2 separate regions of the Gossypium hirsutum genome follow, and region 1 is linked to region 2. The links are chromatin contacts, called in public Hi-C maps. All regions are on one chromosome and are shown on one strand. The core of a region is the stretch at or near the end of the contact, and the rest is flanking DNA. Distances in the headings are between cores, read along the strand shown.

The links. A called contact is a pair of places that touch in the nucleus more often than the background predicts.
Region 1: a contact with region 2 is called in a Hi-C map of leaf, with 2.8 times the contacts expected there. The contact joins the promoter of LOC107889430 here to the promoter of LOC107889379 in region 2. A contact is called at or near these places in 8 of 34 Hi-C or Micro-C datasets (leaf and petal).

What each region holds. Positions count from the first base shown.
Region 1 is chrA09:70,253,722-70,256,460 of Gossypium_hirsutum_v2.1, forward strand. It overlaps LOC107889430 (H/ACA ribonucleoprotein complex subunit 4), which reads right to left and starts at 1,276. Exons shown (of 1, transcript XM_041076572.1): 1 at 1-1,276. The coding sequence starts at 1,161.
Region 2 is chrA09:69,895,803-69,898,502 of Gossypium_hirsutum_v2.1, forward strand. It overlaps LOC107889379 (rho GTPase-activating protein 68F), which reads left to right and starts at 1,295. Exons shown (of 4, transcript XM_016813780.2): 1 at 1,295-1,459; 2 at 1,840-2,154. The coding sequence starts at 1,911.

The DNA.
Region 1 (2,739 bases), core at 26-2,525, 360 kb after region 2:
CAATTTCTTCTTCATGGATGCAGTTGGCCCCAAGCCCCACTTCCTCGGATAAGTATCCCTGTCCATAACTACCCTCTTAATCTTTGCCACCACACCGTGATCACAAGTAGCCATAACCGCAGTGGTCATTTCAGCAATTCCCAGAGCAATTGCCTCTCCTTTCGTCGTCATTAACACAACTTCCTCCCCAACTTCAATGTCATTCTCAAACCTCAGTAATCCAGGAATCATCAACTTCGCCCCGTAACAAATAGCATTAACAGCAGAGTCCTTCACAACCAGCCTCTTATAACTAGTCAAAAGGACTTCAAGAGGCATAATCACCCTCCTCAAATAAGTCTCATCTCTATAATTATCATAAACCCATTGAGCATCCATAACATCATGCATGGTCACCATATTATCTTTCTCGCCTAAAATCCCAGACCTAACCCTCCTAAGTTCCTGCATATGCCCACCAACCCCAAGAATTAATCCCAAATGAACACACATAGTCCTAACATAAGTACCCGCCTCGCAAGAAATCCAGAAAACAACCAAATGCCTATCCACATCATACTCAAGAAGCTTACTTTCGTAAATAGTTCGAATCCTAAGCTGTCTTTTAACGGCCGAAATCAAGGGCGGCCTCTGAAAAACAGCTCCAGTCAAACTTTCAAGAGCCCTAGCAACCTTTGCCACGTCGGGCACTTTGGAATGCAAGCGAGCAACACAGACATACTCTTTGCCTGCACCCTGCTGGGATTTAACAAGCCGAGTGGCTCTATCGATACATACAATAAGATTCCCAGTGACTTTGGGGTCCAAAGTTCCACTATGGCCAGTCTTTTCGACCCGCAAAATACGCTTAATCCAAGCAACCACTTCATGAGAGGAAGGGTTAGAAGGTTTATCAAGGTTCAAAATACCGTACCTGATGTACTCAGCAAGGGGACGCTTGAGGGGAGAGAAACCGGAGGGAAGAGGAGTGTAGTGGCCAGTTCGAACGTTGAGGCGGTCGTAGTTTTTGAGAAGGATAGGCCACTGGGAAGTGTCGATGGAAGGAGTGGTGGTCTGGGGTTTGATCATGAAATCTTGGTCGGACTCTTTGGCTTCAGCATCAGCCGCGGGTTTTTTCTTGTGCTTTTTCTTTTCTGAGCGAGAGAGCTCAACCTCAGACATGGTTGCCTTAGTGTGTGTGCGTGTGTGTAAATGTATATTAGGGTTTTTGAGTGGGTTTTAGGGAGGGTGAAGGAGAGAGGAAGTGACGGTAAGGAAGGAGACAGGAAATGGAAAGAATTTATAGGGTGAGGGTTTTGGAGGTTTTAATTATGGGCTGGGCTGCTGCCATTTCTACTACTCCTACATTTCCTTTTTCTTTTTCTTTTTTATGAGAGTGGGGGATTTGCCTATTCTCTGTATTTAAAATAAATCTATAAACTACACTAGATTATAGGTGAGTGAAAAAAATATTTTATTTTTTAAATTTATTTAATAATGATTATTAGTGTATTGATAAAAAAATTGTTTAAACATGTGTTCAATGAATATGTTAATTTTAAATTTTTTTATTTAAATTTTATATAAAAATATGTAAAGATAAATTTGTCATCACAATAATAGAAATGATGTATTAGCTTTTTACTAACTCGATTGATACTTATTAACCCGTGACATTAACTCACCAATCAAAAGCTTTTACAACAAGTATAGTTATATAACAAGAAATAAAAATGTCAATTAAATCTTAGTTTGACTGGTATAGATATTATTTATTATCAATAGAGGAGGATATGAGTTTAAGTGTGTTGAAACGCATTATACTATTATTTACTGTTTGAAAAAAAAATTCAATGTTTTTATTTTATTTATATTTTTTATGTTTATAAATATAAAATTTAAAAAAATATTGTGAATATTTTTATTTGATTAATAAAATACTTCAATTTTGTTATCGGTGAAAGTGAGAAAGAGATGTAAGACAAGACAATGACTGTGAACTGGAGTTTGGGCATTGTTAACATGTTTGGTTTTTTACTATATTCTAAGTTAAGCTTTCATAAATGAATGAAAATTTTAAATAAGTTAAAATATAATATGTGTAGTGATATAGTTTTTTTTAATCATCTAATGTGGAAATTTTGTTTTATTCTTTTTAAATAATTTATTTTTAAAATTTTAAAATTATTATTTATCTAGTTACATTCTACTTTATTTTTGGGTTTATGAAAGTGTGATAGGTTGACTTTGTCTGATTGGACCACATTTGTTAGATTAGTTTTGTGCCCTTGTTTTCATTTTTCCACTACCGCTTTGTCATCCATGGAACTAATTTGAAAAATATTTATGATGTACAAAAATAAGATTCCATTATGTTTACTCCTAACAGAGTTAAAAAGTATACCACATTTTAATTTAAGATTAAATTGTGATTATTAAATTTAACAAAATTAAAACGAAAATGCTAGAATTAATTTTTTTTAATTTTATTTTAAAATGTTTTAAATCAAAATTTAGGAAGAAAAAACTGTAATTATTTAGTGATTTGGTTAATGAGTTTTTAATTATTACATAAATAAATTAATATCTTTATTATATTAAAGCTTTTTTTATGAAATTAGTTTAGTATTTTGCTTTTTTGAATATTGAATTTAAAAGATAAATTTTGTAAACATTAGAGGTTAAATTTGTTAATTTTTTTTATATTTAGGATAAAAAAGATAGAATATGTAAATATTAAAGGATTAAATTTTTTACTAG
Region 2 (2,700 bases), core at 45-2,544:
GGTAGACACAAGAGGACTCTTAGGGGGAGAGCGGATGTTTCGACGAAAGTAAAGGTCAAACTCGGGTCGGCGCGGCAATGGTTGTAGTTATTAATGGGTTGTTTAATAACGACAACCGCTATCAACTCGAAAAGAGCATCACCTTTACTCCACCGAAACAACCGGTTCTTGCCCGATAGTCTTTCTGAGTCCAACTGTACTGGCCTTCGAATAATAAAGAAGATTAAAGGTATCAACTATATGGAAATAGAAAAAAAGAATTACACTAATTATAGAGGAAAAGCATTATTCCCTCTATTTTTTTTCTCTTCTTTTTCATTCAATTTGCTTTATTCCTCATTTAAGTTGATGTTTTGATTTTTTCAGATCAAATCAGGTTTGATTTTAGTTTCTTGGATTGTAAGATTCTTTACTTAAGACCTAGTGCCCCCATCAATCGATCCATACTTCTTGACTAGTTTCCATTTCTTTTCATTTTTTTCCGTTGTTTTCTAATTTGTTTTATTGGTTTCATTCTAAATCCGTTCGAAATTTGGCTTCAAGAAAGCATTTCCCAACCAGCTCTAGAGTTTTTCTTTCCAGCCAAACCATGATTGCTTGAGTTTTCATTGTTTTTATAAATTATAAAAATATATGTATCTAAAATATTAAAAATATTGCAAAAATGGAAAATCTAAAATTCAGGTGAGAAAAAAAAACTACTTCTTTTTTCTAAATAAATTGCGAACAATTATATGTAGATAAATTTTACAATAAATTTTATATTTAGAGATGAGTGCAAATTATTATACAATTCTTTAAATTGACAAAAATACAAAAGATGGTTATTTGAATGCTTTAAGGAACATTTTTTCATTTTTTTTATTTATTAATTATTTGTTAGGTGCCATAAGAAGGGTTCCTCTGTTGAGGAGGGTTATGATTTTGTAGGTTTATTAAATTCATAAATTTACATATAAGTTTAACACGATTTAATTATATATGTTTGAATATAATTATAGTTATATTTTAATTCTATATGATTGAGGATCAAATTGATAAAATTTATAAATGTAGATAATTAAATTTATTAAATTATTTAGAATTAGAATTAAATTTATAAAATATTTTAAATATTGATGATCATATATATTATTGTACTAATTAAAAAAAGTCACATTATTATTTTTGTTAATTATTTACTGGAAAATGACCAATATAAAAATAATTGTGACCAAAATAGAAATAATAAAAAAATTGAAAATTAAATAGAAAATTCTAATAAGTGATGAGGTAAGAGTGAGAAAGTTAAAATGCTAAACGCACCTAGTGAAGGGCTAATTGACTATTTTATAGGTTACCGGCAAAAAGAAGAAAAAAAAACCCGCAAGATAACAAAAGAGAGAGGGTTTCCTTGGAAATTAAAAGCAGCAAGTGGAGTAGCCAAGCCAGAATCCCTGTAATTAGTTTCGTTTCGAAAGTAAGGAAGGACTATTTCTCATATTTCTTCCAAATTCTGTTTGTTTGGACCTAAGCTTTTCGCTCTTTCTGTTTTTTCTTTTAGTACCTAAATTTGTGGCCACTTTTTTTCACTCCTTATCTCCCAGTTATTGCATAGATTTTTGTTTCTTTTCCTTTTTCTTTTTTTTAATCTCGCAAATCTGTTACTTTTATTCCACTTGTTGATTTGTTTTTGTTCTTTGAGATGAGATCTCAGCTTTATCTTCTTACTGTCCAGTACAATCTAGTTATTCATGGTTCTTGTCAATTTCATTTTGATTTCATTGGGAATTAAAAATTGTAAATTTCTTTTTGAAGGAAATGTTAATTAGATTTGGCATGTTAATATGTTTGTTCCAGATAAGTGATACGCGTTTGTTTGTTGAAGTGAGGGACGTTGATAAGGAAAAACAGAAAAGAAATTAGAGGAAATGGGAAGTTCGTCAAATGATGATTTCTCGGTGGTGGTGCTTGCTTCAGATTTGGGCATAGACGCCCGTCCTTTCTTATCGAACCAAGACACTGAAATTGAAGACCAAGACAACTGGCATGACTGTTCGCAGGATTTTTCCGATGAAGATTTCTCCGACCTCGAGTTCCTCCAGTTCGTCTGCCTTCAGGGCTCTGATAAATCGGGTAATCGCATTTTACGCATTGTCGGAAAGTACTTTCCCGGTAAATTCACAAACCCATTTTAATATATGTTGTTTTTCTTCTTTAATTTTTGTAGTTTTTATTTCCTTTAAAAATTTAATTGTAAAGCCTGTAATACTGAGAACATGTCGAGGTTTTGAACTTGTCTGAATGAATTAGGTAAATGCATTAGATTCTTGTAACTGAAAAGTGCAACTCATCCTCTTAGAAGAGAGTTACTTTATCCTCAGAATCATCAAGAACTCACTCATGGGATGAGATTTCATGCTTTTTATTTTGGATTGTTGATATCGACAGACAAATTCTTCTGCTTGTTTCTTTTGCTCAAAGGCTTGATTTCCACAAGCCAAAACTGTCCAATCATCCAACCCCCTATGACGTTCCACATAGATAAAAAAAAAATCAGTTGTGAAATAGAGTTATTGTTGTGGTCAAGAAAATCTTGTTTAGAGTTCCATTTATAAAATCTAATGGGGATATTGCGATTCAATCACTGAATTAATTAAACTACCAAGTCCTTATTGATAAATTGTGTATTTAATTAACTACATTCTAGTTTAATTCCTT